3 separate regions of the Sus scrofa genome follow, and all the other regions are linked to region 1. Evidence: chromatin contacts called from public Hi-C data. All regions are on one chromosome and are shown on one strand. Each heading gives the region's core, a stretch centred on a gene start, on an enhancer-like site or on the middle of the called end of the contact. The rest is flanking DNA. Distances are from core to core; before and after follow the strand shown. Region 1 overlaps RBPJ (recombining binding protein suppressor of hairless). Region 2 holds the start of SMIM20 (small integral membrane protein 20). Region 3 has its middle 51 kb from the start of SMIM20.

Region 1 (3,408 bases), core at 467-2,966:
TGATTATTCTGTTTTACTTCACTAATGAAACTTAATCATCTGATTTAGAGTTAAATGTAGGAAGAAGTTGGTGCCTACAGTTTGGGACATAGAAACCAAATCCAGATAGTAGCCACTTTTTGCATGAAATTAATACTGGAAATTCAGGTCCTGCTTCTAATGATGAAAACTTATGTATCTAAGAGATTGTCTTCTGTCCATTTAAACAAAACAAGTCAATACCCTGATTGCTTGAGATGGGTCTAAAAGGCCAGCCTTGTACCTCATAGTGAATCTGAAGAAGGAACCATTTCCCTAGTCATGAGCTTGACATTGTTCTGGAAATGCCTTACAAATATCTTTAAATTTTAATCCTCAGAATAATATTATGGAGTAGACATGTTTTAATTCTCATTTTGTGAATAAGAAGACTAAAGATAAGAGATTAACATGCCCAGGTTCACTTTAGTTAGGAGTGATGGAGCCAGGACTGGAACTCCTGGGTCCGTAATTCTAAATTTCATATTTTTTTTCATTTCCCTTATTTTTATTACCTTCCATTTTGCATTTGAGTGTTAATTATCTAAAGCAAGGTTTGGGCATGGAGAAGTTACCTAAGAACCTAAATATGCCTAAAGAACCCAAACTTTATAAACTTAACTTTGCCTGAGATTCTCTCTTTTACCATTAACTAAGTGAGATTGGGCTGGATCTAATGGAAATACGCATAAACATATGTTCACTATATAGCTGCCAACCTGGGCAGTGTTGCTGTTTTTTTCCCCCGGATTTTTGAAGATAGGTTTTAGTACAATTAGATTGATTTATTGCCTCATTTATTCTGCATTTCTGATAATGTTAGAGCCCAGGTACTATGCAAAAGGCTCTTCGTTGGGAATCTTAAAAACCACTATATCATTTAATACTATGATGGATAACTGAGGCCCGGTGGAAATAATAGAAGGGGAAGAGCTATTCAAAAAAGTATAGTCCAGATAAGGTTCCTCTTTGTTAGTAAGCGTTAAAATACAAAGCTGTAGTGGCTTATCAAGTTAAAATAGGTGATTTAATGGTTATCTTTTATTATGATGGCCTTTGTTTTTTTATATTTTAGAATTTTTATTGGGATAAGTAGTTGACTTACAAAGTTGTGGTAAGTTCAGGTATACAGCAAAGTAAATCCGTTATACGTATGCATATATCCATTCCTCTTTAGATTCTTTTCCCATGTAGGTTACCACACAGTACTGCGTAAATTCTCCTGTGTTATACAGTAGGTCCTCATTCCTGTCTGTTCTCTATATAGTCATGTGTATATGTCAATCCCAGCCCCATAATTTACCCATCTCCTACTTTCTCCTTTTGTATGATTGCCTTTATTTTCAGCTTCTTTCTATTATTTGGGTATAGCCTGGTCAGTCTAAAACCCCAAAGGAAAGCTCAAAGAATCTAAGCTTCTGACTCCAAAAAATGGGGAAAAAAAAAAAAAAAGAAAAAGCCAGAATAACCTCTTTCATATGTATTAAAATTTCTAGAAGAAACATGCACTAGTTTTACAATAAACGTAGAAACCTATTAAAATTACTCTAGTTTTTAATAGTGTTAGTAAGGGTCTGCTAACAGAGTCCAGCCTCCTGGATGACTAGTAAGGCTTCCTGCCGGAAGAGGTCTTGTCCTGTAGCCCCTAGCGGAGTGCAGTGGAAAGAGGAAGCTCTGCTTTCGTCCTTGCTGATCATATTCAGGCCTTTTTGAAAAACTGCTAAGGCGTTAGGCATGAGGTAACCTGGGGACATGACCACAACAGTCCTCTTGGCTTACAAAGTAACTCCAATGAATGATGCTAGAAATATTTGGTCAGGAAGTTTTATCCTAAAATTTAAAATTGTTCTCAGTATTCACTTTTGTGCTTGATAATGAGTATTTATTTGCGTAACTCATCTGGTATCCCATTTATGTTCATGGTTAGTTTTATTTTTTCATTGAAGAAGGTCTTTCCAGATTGAAAAATAAACTTAAAAAAATTATTTTGTCTAGAAGAAAATTTCCATTAAAGATATGGAAACGCCATTTGACATATTAACATTCCTTCAACTTTGTGTCAGGGCAAGTATGAATAATCAGCAAAGGGTAATGATTCTGCCAAGAAAGTTAGATAATGCAAATGATGTTTTTGGATTTTTGTCTAACCTTATATATTGGGCTGAATAAAAAAGCTTCTTTGAGTCTGTAAGGTATTTTCCAGACTTCATCTCAAAATTTGAGGGAAAAAGTTGTTGAATCACCGAAAATAAAGAGTGATTGTTTGAACTAGGAAATTATTAAAATCATAAATGTGTGCATAACGCCACCAAGTGGCCGATAAAAAGCATTGCTTGTCACAGTTTATTAGATGGAGCTACTGGGAAAGATTAGAAAATAAAGGCATATTGTTTCCTAAAATATCCTTTTTTAGAAACTGTTAAACTCTGAAAGTTGACCTCTTGATGGTCAGACTTTTCACTGAGTGTTTGGTACATATTGACCAACTGTCCAAATTAAAAAAGAAAATTGATTCACATGCTATTGTAAGGGTGTATTTTGTTTTACTTTTGGTTAATTGACATTTTTTTCTTTTTCCCTTTAACTTCCTTTTTTCCCCCCTCTTTTCTCTCGCTCTCACTCTCGCTCTCTTTTTTTTTTTTTTGGTCATACCCATCACATACAGAAGTTCCCCTGCCAGGGATTGAATCTGTACCACAGCAGTGGCCTGAGCCACAGCAATGAGAATGCCAGATTCTTAACCCACTGAGCTACCAGGGAACTCCCTCCTTTCTTTTGTCTTTTTTCTTGTTTGTAGTTTTTTTGTATTGAATCTTAACTTTGGTTTGATTATTAAATTATTTCTGAAGCCTATGGAAATGAAGAGTTGATTCATTAGCTAGTTTTTAGGGGGTGGCCATATAGGGGTGTTTAAAATATGATTTCATCATTGCACGGTAGAAATTATCTTAATGTTTATATTGGATTTGCTGTTTTCTTGAATCACAACTTTCTCAAATAGTCAAAAGTTGATATAAAAGTAAGACTAGTTCAGAGGCAGTTGAAGAATCTTCATTTTTCTTAAGTTTATTATATGATTGGAAAGCATTTTCAATTATAGAACCTCGGTCAGTGTCTAGAGTGGCGAAGAATTTCTTGTCGACCTGATTTTATGTCCTATTGGTTTCATGCTGTTTTATCACAGTACTCCTGAGAAGACTAGCACTACGGAGCCTTTTTACAGTTTTAGCCCTCTTTCTGTTTTTTAAATATGAAAGTGTCTTTTACGGTAGCTTGCTGAGATTTGAGTACTACATTTGGTACACTGTATTAAAACACAGCTCTTTGAATTTTATAGCCAGTATACCAGCTTACTAAGATGTCCTAATATCATCTGTCAGTGTTCAATGA
Region 2 (3,408 bases), core at 302-2,801, 440 kb before region 1:
AGAATGGGAGAGGAGTGGTTTGCCAAAAGATAGTTGGGGTATTATTAATAGAAAAAGAAGTGGATGCTGGGAGGCTAAAATGACAAATGTGCAGTATACCTGAGTTTTTACATCACATGATATAAAGCAGGCATCGCAGCTTCCCTCTTTGCTATAAAGTCTTCTATCCTCACCCTAACAAGCTCCTGTAAGCACCCGAGGAGCAGTTATCTCACCTACAGTCATCTGTCTTCCTCCTCTGAACTTCTGCAGCCCCCAAGACTCCATCACTCATCAGCAACAGGCTGTGTCGGGTCATTAGCTGTCTTTTTATGTATATGTCCTGTCCCTCCATCCACATGACAGGATCCTGGAGAGCAAGGGTCATGTCTTATTCATCTTTGTGTCCCCCGTGGCACTTTGCCTGATGTTTGGGGCACAGCGGACAGTCCATAAATCTGCTGACAGATTGAATACCTGATTTATATGCTTCTGGAACCACAGAGGTACATAGTAGCTTGACTCAACTACAAAACTACAAAGAAAAGAGGAAACCTGTGACCTCCACACCATTTCCGAAAGATCGTAAATCTTTTCTGCACTAAATAATGATGCTGGGGTCAAGATTTGTTCCCCAGCCCCCAGCTGCTGGTATCATTCTTATTTAAAAACGATTGAGTGAAAGCCCAGGGAATCTTAGTCTCAGCTGTCCAGTACCGCTGGGTGGGTCATATACTGACACAGCCCCCCCCCAGAAACATGAAGGATGGCAATCACAGGAAGAGGAAGCAGATCTGTCCTCAGTGGCTTCCACCCCAGGCAACAAGGCAGAGCCCCAAGGTCCCATTAGTAGAACTGGCTGCTGGCTCCCTGCCCTGCACGGATCTCTATTCCCCATCCTCATTCGTAATCCTGACATCCAACAAAGGGAAGAGGGAGAGAGGAGAGCATGGAAGATCAGAGTCAGAAAAGATTTACTTGTAGTTTGGATGTTGCAATAATATTCCTCCCAAGCTAGCCTTGGTTCAGAAGCCCCTGCTGGCCATCCAGGGTCAGGCGATTTGCATTTGTCTCTAATCCCCTCAAACCGCCCTTAAGGCCAAGCAACTTGTTTAAATCATGCAGCCAAGACAGGATTTCCTCATCTGTAAAAGATATGTGGATTAAATCAATGAGCCCTAGAGAGCATCCACCTCTTGGTGGAGTCATGAAAATCAAACCAGTGGTGGAAGAAGGAAGTTTGGTTGGTAAAGGAGGGAGTGGTAACGAGGTCAGAAGAGTGTGGGTGGAGCGGCTGAGAGGTGAACCCGGTTTAGGGCAGGGGGCGGAACTGAGATCAAGAGCAATAAAAGCTCCACTCTCCATTCTCCCAGCTGGCGCTCGCCCTCCGGAGCCAGGCAGCCAGGCGCTGCCAGGCACCGCCCGGAGGCGGTGCGTGGGGTTACACGCCTCGCCCCTTCCTCCCCTAGTCCCACCCCCGCCCCAGCCCCACCCCCTGCCCTAGCCCCACCCAGTCCTAAGCCCCGCCTTCGGTGCCACCCTTGACCCAACCTCTTCCCGCCCCTGTTCCGCCTCCTAGCCCCGCCCACAAGGCCCGGAAGCAAAAGCCGTTTCTCCACTTCCCAGCCGGGTCACGACCCAGCGGGCAGGAGCCAGGATTGCGAGAGCTCGGTGTCCTCAGCGGGTCAGCGAAGGCCCGGTTCAGAGCCATGTCCACGAATCTGCGCACCGCGCTCATTTTTGGTGGCTTCATCACCCTGATCGGCGCCGCCTTCTACCCCATCTACTTCCGGCCCCTAATGCGGCTGGAGGAGTACCGTGAGTGACCTCTGACCACCACGCGGTGCCCTGGTCCCAGTGACTCCCTCTCTTTCCCCATCCTCTCCACGTGGGGCCTTGGGCAGAGCTTGGCTCGCGAGTCAGGGAGACCTGGGTTCGAATCCTTTGTGTGCAGCTTTGTGACCGTGGACAAGTGACTCCACCTCTTGGGCCCTCACTATCTTCATCAGTAGTTATGTGTTTCTGTAGTATCTTAAAATAAAACCGTCTAGCCTCTGCTGAGACTCAAAGGCAGTCTGCACGTCGTAGGTCAACACTAAATACGAGTTAATATTCATAGCTAACATTCACTGCAGGCTTCTATGTCTCGTTAATGCACATAGGATCTTTTAATTTACACCTTTTTTTGAGGTACATGTTGCTGTCTTACAGACGGGGAAACTGAGACTCAGGTTGTGTAACATGCCCAAAGTCACACAGCTGTTAGCGGCAAGACACGTATTCCAACCCAGGCCTCTGTCTCCAGAATTTCTTCCTTGTACTGAAGCTGGGAAGGTGATATTGGGGGAGGGAGGTGGGCCCTAATTGTCCTGAACTTGCAGATGTGTTTATTGCACTTCATTTCCGCTCCCAAAGATGTCTTTGATCAGAAATGTCTCAGAGCTAAACTGTTAACCTGAGGTTTTGGGTTTTTCCTCTTCTTTCTCCTCAAATCTTCCTTCAGATTCTGCTATCTTCCTTCATTTTAAGCTGGTTACTCACATGACAATGGTGAATATCCTGGGAGTAATTTTCTTCCTTAATCATTCCAGTCCTATCATTCTAAAAGCCACACTCCCCTTCCTTGAGACCTATACCTCAGCAAGGATTAGCACTTTGATACATCTGAAACCATCTGTCAGAGAGAAAATATTAGGCATTAGAGGCTCATTTTGTTCTCCAGGAAACCTGAATCATCTAGAAGATGGAAAAGGGCCAACCTTGCCCCTTGAGAATATCAGTGGAGGCTGTGAGCTTGGTGATTTGAAGGCAAAAGTGCTGTATAAATGCTCTGACCATTACAAATGCTACAACATCTGGTTTCTGAGGCAGAGCGGTTTAAGTACACACTCAAATTTCTTGTAGCTTCTTTTCATCAGTCAAGATTGAAATGGCCTCTGCACCCTGCCTTCCAGCCTATCTATCTACGTGACCACGCGTGACCACGCGTGACCACGCGTGACCACGCGTGACCACGCGTGGGGGTAAACATGGGACCTTGGAAGCCCTGCGTTATCTCTCTGTTTTATCCCTTCTTACTTGGTCCTTGCCCCGGGCTATTGTATTATAGCCCCTAGAGTTGAAGCTGGGACAAGGGAATCTACTTTGGATCCTACTTGAAAAGTTTCAGTTCTGAAGACTAGAGCCGTACCTCTCAACTGGGGATGATTTTTGTCCCCCAGGGGACATTTAGTTCTATCGGGAGACGTTTTTGCTGGTCACAAAATGGGTGGGGTGGGTGGAGTAAGTGTGCTCCTGGCATCTAGTGTATAGAGGCCAGGGTGCTGCTAAACTCTCTGTAATGCACAGGGCAGCCCCCACCCCTTAACAAAGAATTACCCAGCCCAAGATGCGAGTGGTGCCAGTGGTGCTGGGTTGAGAAACCCTTGC
Region 3 (3,408 bases), core at 568-3,067, 390 kb before region 1:
ACCACACAGCATAAAAGCAAGTGTGGGCCCCTGTGTCAGTGATTTCAGGGCTCAGACTGGTTTTTTTTCATTTTTCCTTTTTTATTCTTTTTTTTTGTTAGGGCCACACTTGCAGTATATGGAAGTTCCCAGGCTAGGGGCTGAATCAGCACTGCAGTTGCCAGCCTGCGCCACAGCCACAGCAATGTGGGATTTGAGCCATATCTGAGACCTACACCACTGCTCAAGACAGTGTTGGATCCTTAACCCACTGAGCGAGGCCAGGGATTGAACCCGCAACCTCATGGATATTAGTCAGGTTCATTACTGCTGAGCCAAATGGGAACTCCTGTTTTGCTTTTCTTCTTACTGCTGCACCTGTGGCATATGGACATTCCCACCCGGGGGTGGAATCCGAGCTGCACCTGCAGCCTGTGCCACAGCCTCAGCCACCCTGAATCTGAGCTGCATCTGCGACCTCCGCTGCAGCTTGCAGCAACACAGGATCCTTAACCCCGCTAGCGAGGCCAGGAATCAAACCCGTATCCTCCCAGAGACAATGTCCAGACTTTAACCTGCTGAACCACAAGGGGTGCTCCTGACACTGGTTGTTTGATGCATCCCTAGGCTAATTGACATGTACTTTATTAAGATTAAAAACAAACTGGAAGAGGGACATGATAGGATTAAACTGAGGGATGGAAGTTACATCAATAACAGCTAATTATTGAGACCTGCTGTATGTCAGCCTCCCTTCTAAGTGCCTTCTGTGCGCTATGCGGTTGAATCTAGGACAGTTGCAGGAGGAAGGCTCGATCCTTCTCATCGTCATTCTCACCATCCCCCGGATAAGGAAGCCCAGGCACTGAATGAATATAAAACCATCATGTAACCACGAAGGACATGGTGAGAACCATTGTGACCCCGAGTTAACTGACAGGTGAGTAATTTGCTCAAGGGCAAATTCAAAGGGAGAGATGGGATTAGACGGTGGCCCAGGGCCCGCGTCTCTAACCATCTGACTGCACTGCCTGTCTGTAAACATGGAGCACAGCTCAGCCAAGCAGATCTTCCTTACAGGTTACTACCTACTGTAGAAAGAAGGTTCTAACAGAGGTATTCAGAGAGGCATGGGCTAGAGACATTTAAAAATAGACAGGGGCAGTGTTCCTGGCTGTGGCGCAGCGGTTAACAAATCCGACTAGGAACCATGAAGTTGCGGGTTCGATCCCTGGCCTTGCTCAGTGCATTAAGGATCTGGCGTTGCATTGAGCTGCGGTGTAGGTTGCTCGCTAGGATCTGGCGTTGCTGTGGCTCTGGCATAGGCTGGTGGCTACAGCTCCGATTCAACCCCTAGCCTGGCAACCTCCAGATGCCGCAGGAAGTGGCCCTAGAAAAGGCAAAAAGGCAAAAATACATAAATACATAAATAAAAATAAAAATAAAAATAGGCAGGGGGGCCCTTCATAGAGGGATCTGGGCATTGCTGAGCTGGATTAAATAACAACAATCCTAATAGCAAGACTTGGGGCTCTCTCAGTCGTTGTGACGCATGAGGCGCTGTGCTAAGGTCTTTACCAGCATCTTTAGAGCCCAGGATGTTGGTCCCTGGTCCTCATTTCTCAGGAGAGAAGCCCAGAGTCCCCGAACTTGGAGTTGTCACTGCCCAGAGCCAAGGAGGTAGACACGAACCCAAACCTGCCTGCCCCCCAAGCCCTTGCTTCCAACAGCCCTACAATACGGACTGACTTGGAAGGTCTCTCCCACCCCCGGGACTGTAACTCTAAATCTCCAGGGGGAAATGACTCTGCCTCCGCCCCTGTGATTTCATCTCAGCCTGTGTTGATATTTTTACCGAGAGCTTGGAGACCGCTAGGGCCCGGGGATCTGTTCCCCATCTTGAATCAGAGTTCTGGAATGTTGGCCCAAACCCCGGCCAGATCGTTCTGATTCTTTCTCCTTCGTATTTTACAATCTGGGTTTCCGGTAACCGCTGGTGAAGACCCGTGCTTCCGATTTCATCCTCATTTAAACAGAGGGCCTCGTGAGCGCAGGCAGGAGGTCCAAAAACGCTGGAGAACTCTCACTTTGTCTGAGCCAGGCTCTCTGTGGCAGCCCCTGTCCCCTGTCCTCGCAGCCCAAGGCCTGGGTTGAATGGGCTCGGGTGTCGGATGAAACTTCCGCTTCCTCCACTTTTCTCTCTCTGCTTCTAAACCAGCTCCCAGGGATTCCATCATCTGGATGCAGGTACCAGCAAATCCCTAAGGTTCGGCTCCTAGAAAACAAGTACCAGGACCCAGATCTGGTTCCCATCTAGATACTCAGCTCTTCCAAAGACCTATTGGGTCACTGGTGTTAGTTTCCCGTGGCTGCTCTCACAAAGTACCGCCAGCTTGGTGACTTAAAATAACGAAATGTTATTTCTCACAAGTTCTGGAGGCTCAAATCCAGAATCAAGGTGTCAGCAAGGCCATGCTCTCTCTGAAGGTTCCAGGGGAGAATGGGTTCCATGTCTTCCTTTTAGCTTCTGATGGCAATCCTTGGTGTCCCCTGGCTTGTAGACATGTCGCTTCACATGGGGTTCATGCTGTTAGTCTCTGTCTGTATGTCTGTATCCTTTTTTTTTTTTTTTTTGTCTTTTTAGGGCTGCACCCAGGGCACATGGAAGTTCCCAGGCTAGGGGTCGAAGCAGAGCTACGGCTGCCAGCCTACGCCACAGCCACAGCCACAGGGGATCTGAGCTGCATCTGCCACCTATACCACAGCTCACGGCAATACCTGATCCTTAACCCTCTGAGTGAGGTCAGGGATAGAACCTGCAGCCTCACGGATACTAGTTGGGTTTGTTTCCACTGAGCCACAGTGGGAACTCCCTCCTCTTTTTTTTTAAACTTTTAAATTTTTTACGAAGGTATAGTTGATTTACAGGGTTTTGCCAACTTCTGCTGTTGTCTCCTCTTTTTACGTGGACATCGGTCGTCTGGGATTAGGTAGGTCCACCCCCCATCTCAAGTTGATCTTAACACCTGCCAAGACCCTATTTCCAAATATAGTCACATTTGCAGGTACCAGAACTGAGTCTTTCAGCCCATCTTTGGTAGGGACACGATTCAACCTACAACATCACGCAAAGCTCAGTCGGTGAAGACCCTCCTAGGGGCCCTTAGGCAGCGTTTCCTGGGTGCAGACTCTGCTCCCTGTGTAAACCTCACCTGGACTCTGTGAGACAGCTTCTGTTACTCCCTCCACCTTACAGATGAGGAAACGGGGCCCGAGAGGTCAAGCAGCTTATCCATAGTCACACACAGACAGAAATCAGGCTCTTCTGCCTTCTGGGCAGTGAGACGTGAAGGGAGGCTGTGCTGGGACAGCGTTGATCCTTCAAGGATTTTGGAAGGTGGGGAAAAGGAAGAGGCACCTTCTAGCCAG

Evidence for each region. A called contact is a pair of places that touch in the nucleus more often than the background predicts.
Region 2: a contact with region 1 is called in a Hi-C map of embryonic fibroblasts, with 2.6 times the contacts expected there. The contact joins the promoter of SMIM20 here to the enhancer-like site in region 1. A contact is called at or near these places in 4 of 47 Hi-C or Micro-C datasets (embryonic fibroblasts, heart right ventricle and skeletal muscle) and 2 of 2 datasets of contacts at active chromatin or transcription factors (alveolar macrophages and skeletal muscle).
Region 3: a Hi-C map of embryonic fibroblasts shows a contact between it and region 1, with 2.6 times the contacts expected there. The contact joins two enhancer-like sites. A contact is called at or near these places in 1 of 5 promoter capture datasets (liver), 21 of 47 Hi-C or Micro-C datasets (adipocytes, alveolar macrophages, blood and 14 more) and 2 of 2 datasets of contacts at active chromatin or transcription factors (alveolar macrophages and skeletal muscle).

Annotation. Positions count from the first base shown.
Region 1 is chr8:20,141,190-20,144,597 of Sscrofa11.1, forward strand. The region is part of intron 3 of RBPJ (recombining binding protein suppressor of hairless); the gene reads left to right. Among named protein-coding and RNA genes, the nearest start is that of CCKAR, 57 kb to the right of the region's middle. Within about 2 kb of position 1,717, at least 4 of the 83 cell types and tissues checked have an H3K27ac peak or open chromatin away from gene starts, as enhancers often do. A contact at or near this core is called in embryonic fibroblasts, where this site is marked.
Region 2 is chr8:19,699,471-19,702,878 of Sscrofa11.1, forward strand. SMIM20 (small integral membrane protein 20) reads left to right here and starts at 1,552. Exons shown (of 3, transcript XM_003356880.4): 1 at 1,552-1,797. The coding sequence starts at 1,689.
Region 3 is chr8:19,749,929-19,753,336 of Sscrofa11.1, forward strand. No RefSeq gene overlaps it. Among named protein-coding and RNA genes, the nearest start is that of SMIM20, 51 kb to the left of the region's middle. Within about 2 kb of position 1,818, at least 18 of the 83 cell types and tissues checked have an H3K27ac peak or open chromatin away from gene starts, as enhancers often do. A contact at or near this core is called in embryonic fibroblasts, where this site is marked.